Linked DNA regions of Sparus aurata: region 1 is linked to region 2. The links are chromatin contacts, called in public Hi-C maps. All regions are on one chromosome and are shown on one strand. Each heading gives the region's core, a stretch centred on a gene start, on an enhancer-like site or on the middle of the called end of the contact. The rest is flanking DNA. Distances are from core to core; before and after follow the strand shown. Region 1 holds the start of urb1 (URB1 ribosome biogenesis homolog). Region 2 holds the start of usp16 (ubiquitin specific peptidase 16).

Evidence for each region. Hi-C and Micro-C count contacts between places; a contact is called where the count stands out from the background.
Region 1: a contact with region 2 is called in a Hi-C map of skeletal muscle, with 2.5 times the contacts expected there. The contact joins the promoter of urb1 here to the promoter of usp16 in region 2. A contact is called at or near these places in 2 of 2 Hi-C or Micro-C datasets (skeletal muscle and an unstated tissue).

What each region holds. Positions count from the first base shown.
Region 1 is chr2:7,216,035-7,223,110 of fSpaAur1.1, forward strand. urb1 (URB1 ribosome biogenesis homolog) reads right to left here and starts at 4,479. Exons shown (of 39, transcript XM_030392216.1): 1 at 4,240-4,479; 2 at 3,996-4,135; 3 at 3,759-3,910; 4 at 3,537-3,666; 5 at 3,355-3,451; 6 at 3,183-3,265; 7 at 2,972-3,097; 8 at 2,756-2,886; 9 at 2,478-2,673; 10 at 2,251-2,388; 11 at 1,965-2,138; 12 at 1,738-1,870; 13 at 1,505-1,627; 14 at 1,289-1,401; 3 more. The coding sequence starts at 4,366.
Region 2 is chr2:7,071,163-7,077,372 of fSpaAur1.1, forward strand. It overlaps usp16 (ubiquitin specific peptidase 16), which reads left to right and starts at 2,977. Exons shown (of 19, transcript XM_030397273.1): 1 at 2,977-3,283; 2 at 3,477-3,543; 3 at 3,647-3,843; 4 at 3,935-4,038; 5 at 4,140-4,252; 6 at 4,338-4,576; 7 at 4,668-4,763; 8 at 4,874-5,004; 9 at 5,097-5,184; 10 at 5,694-5,775; 11 at 5,910-6,001; 12 at 6,083-6,136. The coding sequence starts at 3,483. rwdd2b (RWD domain containing 2B) reads right to left here and starts at 3,043. Exons shown (of 5, transcript XM_030397315.1): 1 at 3,026-3,043; 2 at 2,438-2,651; 3 at 2,261-2,328; 4 at 726-1,094; 5 at 1-627. The coding sequence starts at 2,650. The coding sequence ends at 375.

The DNA of each region.
Region 1 (7,076 bases), core at 3,229-5,728, 150 kb after region 2:
TGTGGTAAGATTATTTGACTTTGACTCTCTGATCTCAAAGTGCTCACCATCTATGTGCGAGACCGGGATACTGGCAGCGTCGCCCTCCTGGTTACTGAGGTTAGCTTGCAGGTAAGCTGCCTCCTGGACCAGGCTGGCAACTTTATCTGTGTATGTGTAAGAATTACACACCAGCTTCACCAACACCTAGAGTAAGAGACCATGAGTTTATTATCCATGGCAACTACTAAATCATGATTCAAAATGTCTTATCATTTGTAATAGACAGAATAGTCTATTACAATGATGATGTTTCGTAGATGGGCTCACCCTCTCCAGGAACAGAATGACTGTCTCTTGTCGGTTTGGCTCCACTCTGGCCAGCTGGTCGAGCCAGAGCTCAAGCTCAGTCCAGGTGTATTCAAACACCCCACTGTCCTTAAGCACCTGAACACAAGGCAGGAAGTACAGCCATCACTTTTTTTTCTTTTTTTTTTGCTAACACTGAGTTTTAGCAATACTATTGGGAGAATTTTTAAAGCTTATAAAAAAAACTTTTGCAGTAAAATATTAACTAAAATGCACTTGCGTATGCTGTTCTCACTTTATTACAGCAACTTCATAAATATGTAGTTTTATCACAGAATCACTATGTATGAGGCTCTTTAAAGTTACATGGAAACTATTTTTCTTAATTTCAAGGATTGAACGGTTCCCTGATGCAGCTGAAGAACTGCTAACATAACTTATTGAAATGATGCTGTGCCCTCAGATGGAATAATTCATTCTCCAAGATGTACTTTTAATTTTGGAAACTACTGGGAGTTCTGCTCATGTATTCAAAAAGTGTATCAGAGTTTTACTTTTATCTCATTTTTATTGATGACAAGTACTTCCAACGTATAAAGAAAACCCCCACTTATAGTTTGTTTTCCAAAGTGAACTATGGGGTGAGAATTCTCATTCCTGCCTGACTGGAAGATTTAAAGCTACTTCAAGTATCTATACGCCAATGTCTCACATGTAAAGCAAGCTAAAAGTAAATGTATGCATGCGAAAGAAAAAACGTTTCCCACCTTTAGAACCAGCATCCGTGTGGAGGTTTTCAGATGGCTGCTGCTGCTGCTGACAAACATCTTGAGAAGCAGGTAAAGCACCGACTTCTCTCCCGATGAGGATTCTGTATCTGCAACATCCTGAGAAGAAAAGCACAACACTTAAGACACATTGCTGATTACAAAGCAATGCATTTAAACCAACACTGACTGAGAATGCAGGTTGAAATAGCAGTAATAGCAATAATCCTCACCTGTATGCGGAACCAGGAGAACTTGCTCGCAGGGAGATCCAAGGCCAACTGCAGTATCTGATGCTGCAGAACTGGGGGAACCTCTTCCCTCATTCCCGTCTCTGACACAATCCCTTGATAGGGGAATATAATAAGCATTGTAAGGAATTGCTGAAGAACTACATGCATCATAATTAAAACATATAACTTAAACACAAAGTCAATGATTAAAATTACCTTTAAAGAGCTTGCTGAAGTCAAATTTGCACTGGCTCACCAGATGTGGCACTACTTTCTGGTAAAGACAAATGACCTGAAGAATCAGAGCCTTCAGCAGGATTACCTCAGCTGTCTCAGCAACTGCTCCACATAAAAACAACACAGTCAATCAGATGTCTTTTCAGGCCATCCCTGTTGTTTCACAGGACTGGTTAATATAAGCGTTACACTCTTTCTGTAGGTGTTATTACCAGGCGTTTCCTTTTTATCATCCGTCTGTGCAGCACTCTCTTCAGTTTTGGTCTTTTTTTCTTCAGCATTCGTCTTTTCCTTCTTACTAAGTGACTGCCACTTTGAAACTATGCCCGTCATATCGGGCAAAATCTAAGACAGAGCATGAAAAATGGGAGACTTCAGTTGTTTAATGGTGCATCGTTACTGTTTGGGTGTGTTAATACAGCTCTTTCCCTGAGCTTACCTTGCTCAGTGTCTCCCTGTACTGCTGCACCAACTCGTCCATCATGTTGAGGGTGTAAACATCCGAGTGGTGCCACTCAGACTTATCCAAAAGGTACTCCATGTTCTTACTGGCTCTTTTCAGGAGGAAATTGATCATGGACAGAGTTGTGAGCTGCACTGTTGTGTTGGCAAGCTGTTGGATACAAGAGGAGATATTTGTTTTACATGACAAAGCACATTTTCAGCGCTTGGTGGTACTGCAGCTACAGCTCTGATGAACCACTTTATGAGGCTCTGTCACTTACACTGAGGCCCTGTGTGAAGAAGGCCTTGTTACAGACCGGAGGAAGAGATATCACCATAATCATGGAAAGCAAGCGAGGGACAGGGACGACCTCAGAAGCTTGGAAGACTGTGGACACCTCTGGTTGGGCTTCATAGATCTGGCATACGAATTCACAGGAAATTAATTATCTCTGGAAAAACGACCAGCTAGAGTCTCTTGAAAATCAAATACCACAGGAAGCGTTACCTTTTTCAGTAACTTGACATTGTCCTGCCAAGCACTTTTGATGCGGGGGGTGTATGAATACTGAGTCTCCTGAAAGTATCTGGCCAGTATGTCAGGGCTACCTTTCAGCACATTCACCACCAGATCAGCCACCAGTTCATCCTCTGTGGCCTGCTTTAATCCCACCAAGAACTGAAGCAGGACGATGTTGCCAGCTCTGTAAAACAGCAGAAATCCTCTGATCAGCACTGGGACCCTTCAGGAGGGGGTAAAGCAAACTTGACATATTAACTACTTACCTGCCAGCGGTGCCAAAGCTGGCGTCATGAAAGCTGATACCGTGCTTACGAGAGCAACACAGGTCAAGAAGGAAGCTGTGAACGAGTTCCCGGATGACAGATATCCCAGCATGCTCGGAGTCCTCTTCCATCTTAAAGAAGAAATTAAATTTAGACTTACAGGTTGAGGAGAACAAGAGAAAACGTATTTCAACAAACACAAGAGAATCGACTCACTCTGTTGTCGTCAGTGGTCGCATCCACAATCCCGTTCCACTTATACAGAGACGCAATGTTGGCCAATACGGCAGGTGTGAAAAAACGCACCTTCTGCGTCTTACTGATGCCTTTGTTTAGTACAACCTGCAGCCAAACAAACAACAACAGTTAGCTCGTCCATTCATTCATTCATCTGTTAGACGGAACGTGTGAGCTGCTGAGCACTCACTCTGCTCTTCAGTGTGGACAGAATCAGATTGACCATGGACATCCTGTCCTCCTTCAGACCCAAACTGATCTCTGGCAGGAGTTCTGACACAAAACAAAAGAACACGTCATCAACAGATGGTTTAGGTCGTACGTTGAAATGTACATTCTGTAAATCTGAATCTAAATATTACCTTTAATTTCTAATATTTGTCCAACAGTAGCATTATCTCCCGACACCAAAAAGGACAGCACGAACTGGATATAAGCCATGCGGACATCAGGTTTCCCCTGAAGAATGTACAGGGAAGAATGTAAACAAACAGACAACTACTTTCAAAGCTGAGAGTTATACCAGTCCTATGCTTCATCACACCTTCTTGTCCTTCCTCTTTGCCAGCCCGGACAGAGTTTTACTGACATGAATGTGACTTAGGACCTCTCTGGCAGCTTCTGGACCCTGAGACACCAGCGCCGACAGCAGACTGAGGCACTGACGGACAAACCTGTGCACAACATAAAAACACAACATGAAGGCCATGGGTTGGATAAACTGTGAGAGTGAGTGAGGAGTGACATTTAAAGTAATCCCACCAACCTGTGATTCTCTGAATGGAAGGAGGCCTGCAGAAGTTTCACGCAGCTAGAAAGAGTCTTTTTCACAATCGTATTGCCAACCATGTTGAAGTGCGACAGGTCACTGGCAGTCCTCAGGAGGATCATCTCCAGGCTCTCAAAGACCAGCATCATCTGGCCAGAAGGAAACACGTCATCAGAACGTAACCTGGCGAGGAACAGGTCGGTCCAATCCACTGAGAGAAGTGCTTCAGCTTACCTCACTCTCCGCATGCTTTTCTCCCTCCAACAGTTTGAATATTTCTGCACACTCCATGGAGATTTTAATGTAACCTTCGACCACATCGTACAGGTCAGGGCACGGCAGCTTCTTGGCGGTTGATATAAATGTCTGCAGTCCTGCAGGCGATAAAAGGAAATAATTGACCAAAGAAAGACGGGAGAGCTCTAAAGAGACAACACAAAAACTGACTGCGTGTAACAAACTGTACATATCCACTCACCCTTCATGGCTGTCCTGGGTTCCTTCAGCATGGCTTTAAACACAGTCCCATTGAACTCCGGAACCTTCTCTTTCTTCACCGGAGTGTTTGACTCCGGCGAGTCTTCGCTGGGGCGCTTTTTACCCATTTTAATATGCGTAAAAACAGAAAAAGACTGGCTTTAAGTTTTTATCATTTCCCTGCCACACAAGTTCTGTCAGCGTCCCACGTTGAGGCGTAAACAGAAAACTGTCCAACGAAAAGTGTCATCCGGTCGGAAACGCGTGCAGCAGAACTTTAGTTCCGCATTGTTTACCCCCTGCTGCATCCTTCAGAGTTATACAGCTGATTATAGTACACACATCTTTGGTCATTGTACTTTCCTCCTACAGCTATATTTCTTTACAAACCTAGTATCTATTTAAATATTTGCAGAATCACAGAGGAGGAGCAATGTTTGCATTGTGTTTAATATTAGTCTCCAAAGCTCTGGACCCCATATGTTCAATTTTTTATATCAGTTTGGTTGCTGTTTCTTTCTCACAGGAGACATTTATATTGTTGTGTTATTTATATTCATAAATGAATAACACAATATGTAGTATTATATATATTATGCTTGAGTGTCATGATGAATGAGTCCTCATGTCTTTTTCTTTGTATTCTGGAATTTTCTAACTATTTGAAAACAAACTGTATTTTATCCGTGCATTCTTTGACCAAACAGATTATGGCGTCAGTGCAGTTATGTTTTATATGCTTTTTTTTTTCAACGTGTCTTCTTTTGGTTTCATTCAATTACAGCAGGATTTTGGGAAAACACACATTTTGCTGAGTCCATGTAGACATAGCTGTGGTTTAGCTTTGTAGCCTATTTGAAGAGCGTGTGGTTTACAGCCAAAGTGCAGCCTCTTCTCAGATATTCTTTCAACAAACCTTCGCAGTTATTGCCTAACCAGATCCCAAAGCTGTTGTCAACTTAAAATAAGTTGCAGAACAAGTATTTGATTAGTGTTTTCTGAAAAATAAAACCTATTTTTGTCAAGTCGGGACGATCTTTGCAATCTGGTGTTGCAGTGTTTTAGTAATAATAATACACATAATGAATTTTCCATTAGATCGACATGAAACAAAAAACAAAGCAGCTCATCTTGTGAATTAACCTAAAAATCAGTCAGAAAGTTTGATATCTTCATTGTAGTAGGCTGTCGTTAGGCTGACACAACAAACAAGGATTGCTTTTTGTAATAACACATCAGATTTTAAGAGATTACCGAGAATGACAAAAAGGATTTACTTAGTGGATTGAACTTGAATGACACAGAAATCTTTTTCACTCAGTAAGGATGCTGTTCATATTCTAATGAAGACATTTAGCCTTTTAGCTGTCGTTCAGCTGCATGGCCACCAGGGGTCACGTTTAGGTGGTTTGAGAAGCTTGGAGCCAAAACTTTGCACTGAAAACGCCTTGCAGGTGGATTGGCACACAGCGGCTGTCCAGATTATCCAAGAGGCTCAAATAAGAAACATGATGCAACATGTTGTTTGTTGCAGGGAAGTTTATTGCGAGGAGCCTCCAGATTTACCGTGTTAAGAGATAATTAAAGATTCCCTGTGGGGCTGGGCCTGCAGGCACGCTACTATTGTCTGGGATGTTAGTTGGGATTCTGGTGATTTGATTACAGCTCGCTGCTGTGTGCATGCTATAAAACACATCTGCCTGTGGTGCAGAAACCACCAAAAACTACTTACCGCCACTTTTAGAATAAAGGTCCTAATTTGGGCAAATATGTCTCCGCCTGTGATACAATACATTCTAAGCTATCTGCAATATTGCAGGGTGTAGCAATGTAAAACATCACTTTGAGTTCATCCTGCGGTTTTCAAAATTTAATTACGCGGCTCCTGCTGATATGCTGTTGACCAGATTGTGTCTAGGGATATAAAGTACAAAAAGGTTGGAGCCCATTTAATAAATCCCAAACTCCCCAGTGTTGTGAAGCTTTAATGAATCATTTTCTATTTATAGGAAATACGGAGACCCACTCCTGCCTTCTCTCAAGTTTCACGGTATCCCTGAAGGTCCACCTAATGAAATTATGCCAAAACTTTTATTTTTCGTTTTTTAAATTGAGTGCTCAAACTTTTTAGCCCAAGAGTTATGAAGCGATTCAGTCACTTGTTCACAACGACTGACTGAGCAGAATATTTAGAGAATAAATGCCTGGAAGGCATGGCAAAACCAATTAAAATGTATCTTTAATCATGATGTTGAGATTGTAAAACTTGGAAAAACAGGCTAGATGACATAGAGAGAAGTGAAATGAAAAATTAGCAAACCATGACACTGACGATAATATTCCCGGAAAACTCTGAAATCAGTCCTGCAGCCGTAAAAATAGACAACAGATTTACTTCCGACTGGTGTCCTAATTCCTGCTAAAACTGTCCCTGTTGTTGTACAATGAGACATTTATAATTCACCGTGTTTGGCTAATGTCTGAGTCTGGAATCGCAAAGCCCAATAATTTAGAAAAAAAATGCAGCTAAATAATAGATTAACTGAATCAAATTAATGAACTAACATTGAGGTGTTTGCTCATTCAATCTTAGGTTGCAAGAATTAATCTTAATTGCGTGTTTATAAGAAGGGGTTTGTTCCTGTTTTCTAGGTTGAACAGATTAATTATTTTTTTCATTTTGGCAAATCTAATTCCTGCTTCTATTCGAGGTGCCCAGTCCCATAATTTCTACGGTACTCATACTCTGATGCAGGTTACGTTATTTAGAAAGATGTTTCCTTGTTTCCTTAGAGTTGAGGCCCGGTCAGGAGCTGTAACTGTTGTCTGTAAAAGGAC
Region 2 (6,210 bases), core at 1,727-4,226:
CTGGGGTCCTTGAGAAAACTCTCAGAAAAAAACACAGTTTTAATAACTCCTTTTGGAAAAATATGCCTATTAGCTAAAAGAGTGATAACTCTGTTTCATGCAGTGTATAAATGTTTTTTTTTCTGCCTTTTATTCCAATGAGGTCCCGAGTGTGACAGCTGTGCAACATCCATAAAAAGTGGTTCATTTATCAGTTTATCAGCATGAGACCAAACGCTCAGTCCATTTATGGGCTTGGTTGAAAGACAAAGAAAAGCTTTCATGCTACTGAATGCATTTCCATTTTTAAGTTGGCACTTATTTTCAGGAGAAGTGATGTCAATGACAAGTCACTAGTCAAGCAGCCATGTATATTTATTCTCAAGGTCTGACCACTACCTCCCTTCAATGCCAAAATATATCTGAAAGATGTCACAACAGCCTTTCTCATTTAAAAACTGGTAGAGCTGCCCAAGGTCCATGTGATTACCTCTGTTCCCATGGGGGTCAAACATAGCCTCTTCAAAGCCTGTGAATTTGCGCAGGGAGTCGATACTTTCAACGGCCCCGCTGTCCTCGCCCTGACGATCAAGGGGAATATCCTCTCTATGTCGAATCATGATCTTCTTCCATGTCAGAACCTTCACTCTGTGAAATGGGAAAAAGTTTGGAAAATAATAAACCTGGCACCTCAGCAGGCTTCTGGCTGTGACATCGGCTGCTAAAAATAACAACGCTCAAGATACCTGGACCAGAACTCTTCGCAGGCGGACTGAGGACCTTCCACGCACACAATACCAGGCTTCCCAGGCATGCTGAATCCTGACAGGCCCAGCTCCTTGGACCACTCCAAGATGTTTTTCCTTTTCACCTTGTTGTAGATGTGGTGACTGTAAATCCACAGTCGGCTGAACACTTCCCGTGGCCGTGGAGTAGCAGACTCTTTCTTAGGAGTCGGTGTTGCTGATAAGCTCTTATTAATGAAGAGCTGCAGGTTGTCTTTCACCCAGTCCACAGCAGAGAGCACACACACTTCCCCCTGGCAGTTTTCTGTGAGATATGCATTGAGATCTGAGTGGAGCTGTGTCTGCTGGGCCCTGCTGAGACCAGCACACCTACGGCACAAATAAAACATGCTGTAAGAAGGATTCAGAGAAATTCAAGGCCTTTGGACCTAGAAGTTTCAACCCTTGGGAACAAAAACTTCTAAAGGAAATCTTCAAGAGGCTTATTTGCACTGTGACATTGCATAAAATAACCAGAACAGATCTTAAGGAGCTTGATAGGATTATTTATATGAATGACTACTCCCGAGACAATGTTTTCTGAAAGCAAATTACAACGTGTCTGTCCTTAATTGCTGCTAAATTATTTTGCTTTATCATGTATACATAATATTTTTCAATACTATATCTCTAGCCACAATTGCTTCTATAAGTTTGCTCATCTTTATAATGAAAATTAGCTTTTAGCTGCGATTCCCACTACTCATCAACAGGCATATGGCAAATTATATGCAAGCCGCATTCAACCATGCAGATTTCTTCACTTAAAATAAGGCCATAACTGCAGAATATATCCCCTTACTTCCTGCCACAGTCACATAACTCGATTTAATCTGTGTAATTAGTCTATCGCTTGTATTGTAAGATGTCAAATTGCAGGACGTGATTTGACGTTTCATTACAGGCTCCAATTAACACATGACCTCCAAATGGAAAACTTTTGGAGAAGCCTGCACACACAACACAGATGAGTTGCTACCATCTTTGGGTATACAAATCTTTATATACAGTCTCTACTGGTCACCGTGACATTGGGTCTTATGAACATGATATTTTGCAAGGAGAGCTCCAACAATTAGATGATTTATCGATTAGCTGATCAAAAGAAAAGTAGTTGCCAACAGTTCTGATAACCAATACATTTTCAAACTCCTTTTTACTCCAAACATTTGCTGTTTCCAGCTTCTCCAATGTAAGGATTTGCTGCTTTTCTTTGGGTTTTGGACTGATGGTTGGGAAACAGAAGTCATTTGAAGGTGTCACTTTCAGCTCTGGGGAATTGCGGTGAGCATTTTTCACAGCTTTGATGACATTTTTTAGACGATTATTTGATAAATGGTGAAAACAATAGTTGCAGCCCATTTGCGATGTTCTGTTTTCAACAATCTTCACAATTGTGTGAAGAGATTATAATCATTTTACAGCAAGGCATTTGGTTATTCAAGCTCTTGTCTCTCACCACCTTTGCCACACATCAGAAGTGGACAATGGCTTACCGGACTGTTACTTCTGGTATCACACTGGGATATTCAGATGGATAGGCACAGGATAGGATGACATCTGTCTGAGTGGAGCGACAAAAATGAGAGAAGACAGCAAAAAAACACAAGTGATATGTTTGTGGACACATTTAAATCGAATTGACATACTACGACAGTCGGTTATTCGGGTACCATGTCCATGCTTGCAGTGTCCAGCTTCTGTTTGATGAGAAACTGAGGTCTGGAGGCTGGAGGGCTGTCTGCTGAGTCTGAGCTCTCAACATACTCCCTGAGCTCAGCTAGTGCCAGCTGGTCTGTCATCTCCAGCTCCTCCTGGGTGGGAAACATGCTGGACAGCAGCTCCATTTCTGCAAGCTGAGACTCTGCCCACTCCAAGTAAGACATGCTGATAAAGGAGAAAGATCTTCAATACTGTTCTACATATATATAAAAAAAAAAAATAATTAAATCCTTGTTTTCAAACAGCTTTCTGTCTCCACATTCAATGATACTGTCGCTTTAAATTAACGTAGTGCCACATGTCATTATTCACAACTCTGCTAACAAATGACATGTTTGTTTACCAGCAGCTAAACTTAACTCGCTTGTTGTCCACGTGTAACATTAATTGAATCTGTTTAAATAAGATATAAAGCTATATTGAACAAGTAGGCTAGTTCAACAACCGAGCGTCTGTGGAAGTAGCACCCAGCTAGTCATCGGGCTTTGTTTCCACTCGGACTCTTTCAAGCGACGCACACAGGAAACACACGTACTGACCAGCAGAAACAGCGACACCATCACATTTCTCTGTTCCTCTGTTGTCTGCATGTGTCAGCTGGGATTTTTCTGCCAAATCAGCGGAGTGATTTTTTTTTGGGAGAACTGGAAACTTTGTGGGACAATTTTCTTACATTAAGTATTTTATTTAACGGCTGTAATTCGTAAACAAAGTAAACTATGTGCGGATTCGTGAAGTCATCCACTCAAAGTAAACGAAACTGAAAACTGTGAAGGGTTCAGGCTCCGTTTAATACAGTAAGTTGACTGGACCATGAGGATGGTCGTGAATTGTAACGTTATATTAATTGTTGTTTGCTTCTAACACTGAATATACTGGTTTTTAATCGTGTGAAGCAGAATTATAATCTCATGTAGCCATTAGCCAAAGCTAACGACACTCCAGAGAACTGCTGTCTGATTTTCATTCATCTCCTGTGCTGAACATCAGGTGAAAATGGGGAAGAAACGGGGGAAGGATAGGAGCTCCAGAGAGGAGGATGACATTGACCTGACAGGTAAAGAATGTGTCATCATCTTCATGGCCTGTGTGATAACCTGTGGAAGGCCTAGAGAGAGATTCTCACTGTGTGTTTTACTTCCATCTTTCCTTCTTCACAGGTCCATCCTGCAGACATATTAAGAAGGGAACAGACCAAACTCTACTAAAGAAACTCTCTGTGGATTCTGATCTGACGCGTTGCCAGGATTGTAAGCATGAAGAAAATAAAGAAAATACCAACACTACCCTGCAACAGGAGCCTGAAGAAGATCAAGAAACAGCAGCTGTTTGGATGTGCTTGAAATGTGGCCATAGAGTGAGTGTATTCAACCTAGTGATCATTAAGATTTTGAAAGTGTATGAAATGACTTTACGCTAAATGACCAGATGTGTCTAATTTCTACCAGGGATGTGGACGAACCTCTGAGAATCAGCATGCCATCAAACATTACGAGACTCCGCGGTCAGATCCACATTGCCTGGTGATCAGTTTGGACAACTGGAGTGTTTGGTGAGTACGAGTGTGTTGCTGCGGTGTGTTGGTTTCACTGCGGTTGTGTTAATAACAGTGTTTTGATTGTTCCTTTTTTCCATGTGTTGCCCAACCTCCAGGTGTTACTTATGTGATGATGAAGTCCAGTACTCGAGAACAGGACAACTGGCTCAGCTGGTGACCAACCTGCAAAAACAAACCTCTGCCGGTCCCATAAACAGGCCGCAGAAAAGTAGGTTCAGGATCACTGTTTTTTTTTTTTGTAAGGTTTGTTTGAATTGCGTGTCTTTATAACCATGTTCTGTTTGGCTGTTCAGGAGTGAAAGAGGAAGACAACTTGGTGGAAGTTGAGCAAAAGACAGAGCCCTTAAAAGCGGAGGAAAGTGAAGACACGGAGAACAAAGAAAACGTCCAAAAGGACTGTCCAAAGAAAAATGTCAAGAAAGAGACGGTTGGGAAATCACAAAAAAACGGCACATCTGAAGACAGCGGTGGTGTTTTAGTGAAGGGGCTGAGCAACCTTGGAAACACTTGTTTCTTTAATGCAGTTATTCAGGTAAGATTGTGCGTAATGGGGTCGTAACATTAAGATGAGAGATTTATTAAATCGTTGAGTCATTATTAACTGCTTTCATTGTCTTTTCCAGAATCTCTCCCAAACACAGCTCTTAAGACAGACTATCAACAAAGTGGCAGAAGAGAAAATGAGTCTTGACGTTCAACCTGTTGCCTCCTCAGAACTGGTGTGTTGTCATGTCTTAAATATTTTCTTTAAGCTGTAAAAATGCTATGGTTTTTCCTACCAAAACTACAATGTTTATTATCTAAAAACTTGTTTTTATTATGATTTCAGGAGCCTATCAAAGTAGAGTTGGACCAGCCTGGATCCCTGACTTTAGCTATGTGTCAACTACTGAATGAGATCCAGGAATCCAAGAAGGGTGTGGTAACACCGCGGGAGTTGTTCACACAAGTTTGCAAGAAGTGAGAGCCAGGAGTTCAAGTTCAACTAACCATTAATATGTGCTTCAAGTATACTCCCGAGCATATTTCATTGTCTTGTCTCCTTTCTGCAGGGCTGCCAGGTTCAAAGGATTTCAACAGCAAGATAGTCAGGAGCTGCTGCGCTATCTTCTGGATGGGATGCGAGCTGAGGAGATCAAAGTATGTGCTCAGTTTGAATAAAAGTCTGCATACACATAGGTGAAAGTTTTGCACTTGAAATGGAAACTGTAGTTCTGCAAGTGGCTAATGTTGCATAGCACAGTACTTTATTGACACCAGAGCAGCCGGCTGATACGCAGTGAACTGTGCACTTGGATTCTGTGTTTCCAGCCCACTGGCACCAAGTCAGCTTCTAAATTTATTCGCAGATCGAGGAACATGTTATGTGTGAAATGAAAGAATTGTGGAGAAATAGCTTCTTTTTTTTTAATGACCTCTGAGATGTTGCTTTCCCAGAAAGCTATTCTGATAGGTTTGCCAATTTTCACAGAGCAGAGGTTTTACAAGAATGCAATCAGAGTGTGAAGAGGCTGAAATTATTGAGATTCTGTGAAAGGGTTGTACATCTTATATCTGATATAAACTGATTATTTTATATAAGATATCCTGCTTATGGTTCACAAAAGGTTATTTTCATCATCATCTCAAGATTGTGTTTGTCTCTACAGAGAGTAAGCTCGGGGATCACTGAGGCATTGAAAGAATCTAGAAAAGGCACAGATGAAGAGCAGCTGAAAACACTAGTCAAAGGTAAGGAATTTTGCTACATCTTGTAGTCATTGTCATGTGAGCGAGCAAAAACATGCTGGATCTTATTATAGTTTGCAATCTAAGCACAGCTATAAGTTAAATGTGGCCATCTGACAATGAAGTTCTGATTTCAGAATATGAGAAAAATGGATTCCCGAAAAACTTTGTCGACTACGTTTTTGGTGGGGAAATGACCAGCACTATAATGTGTCAGCAGTGTAAAACGGTATGTATTGTTGGCAAACACTGAAGACGCCTGATGGTGTTGTGTTGATGTCGAGCTAAATTGCCTCTACTGTTCTTACAGGTGTCTGTAGTCACTGAGATGTTTTTGGATCTTTCCCTTCCTGTTGCTGATGAGGTAAAACCCCTATTAGTGTTTTTTTTGACAATGAGTTGAAACGTTAAGTGCTCATTATTTATTTGTCTCACATG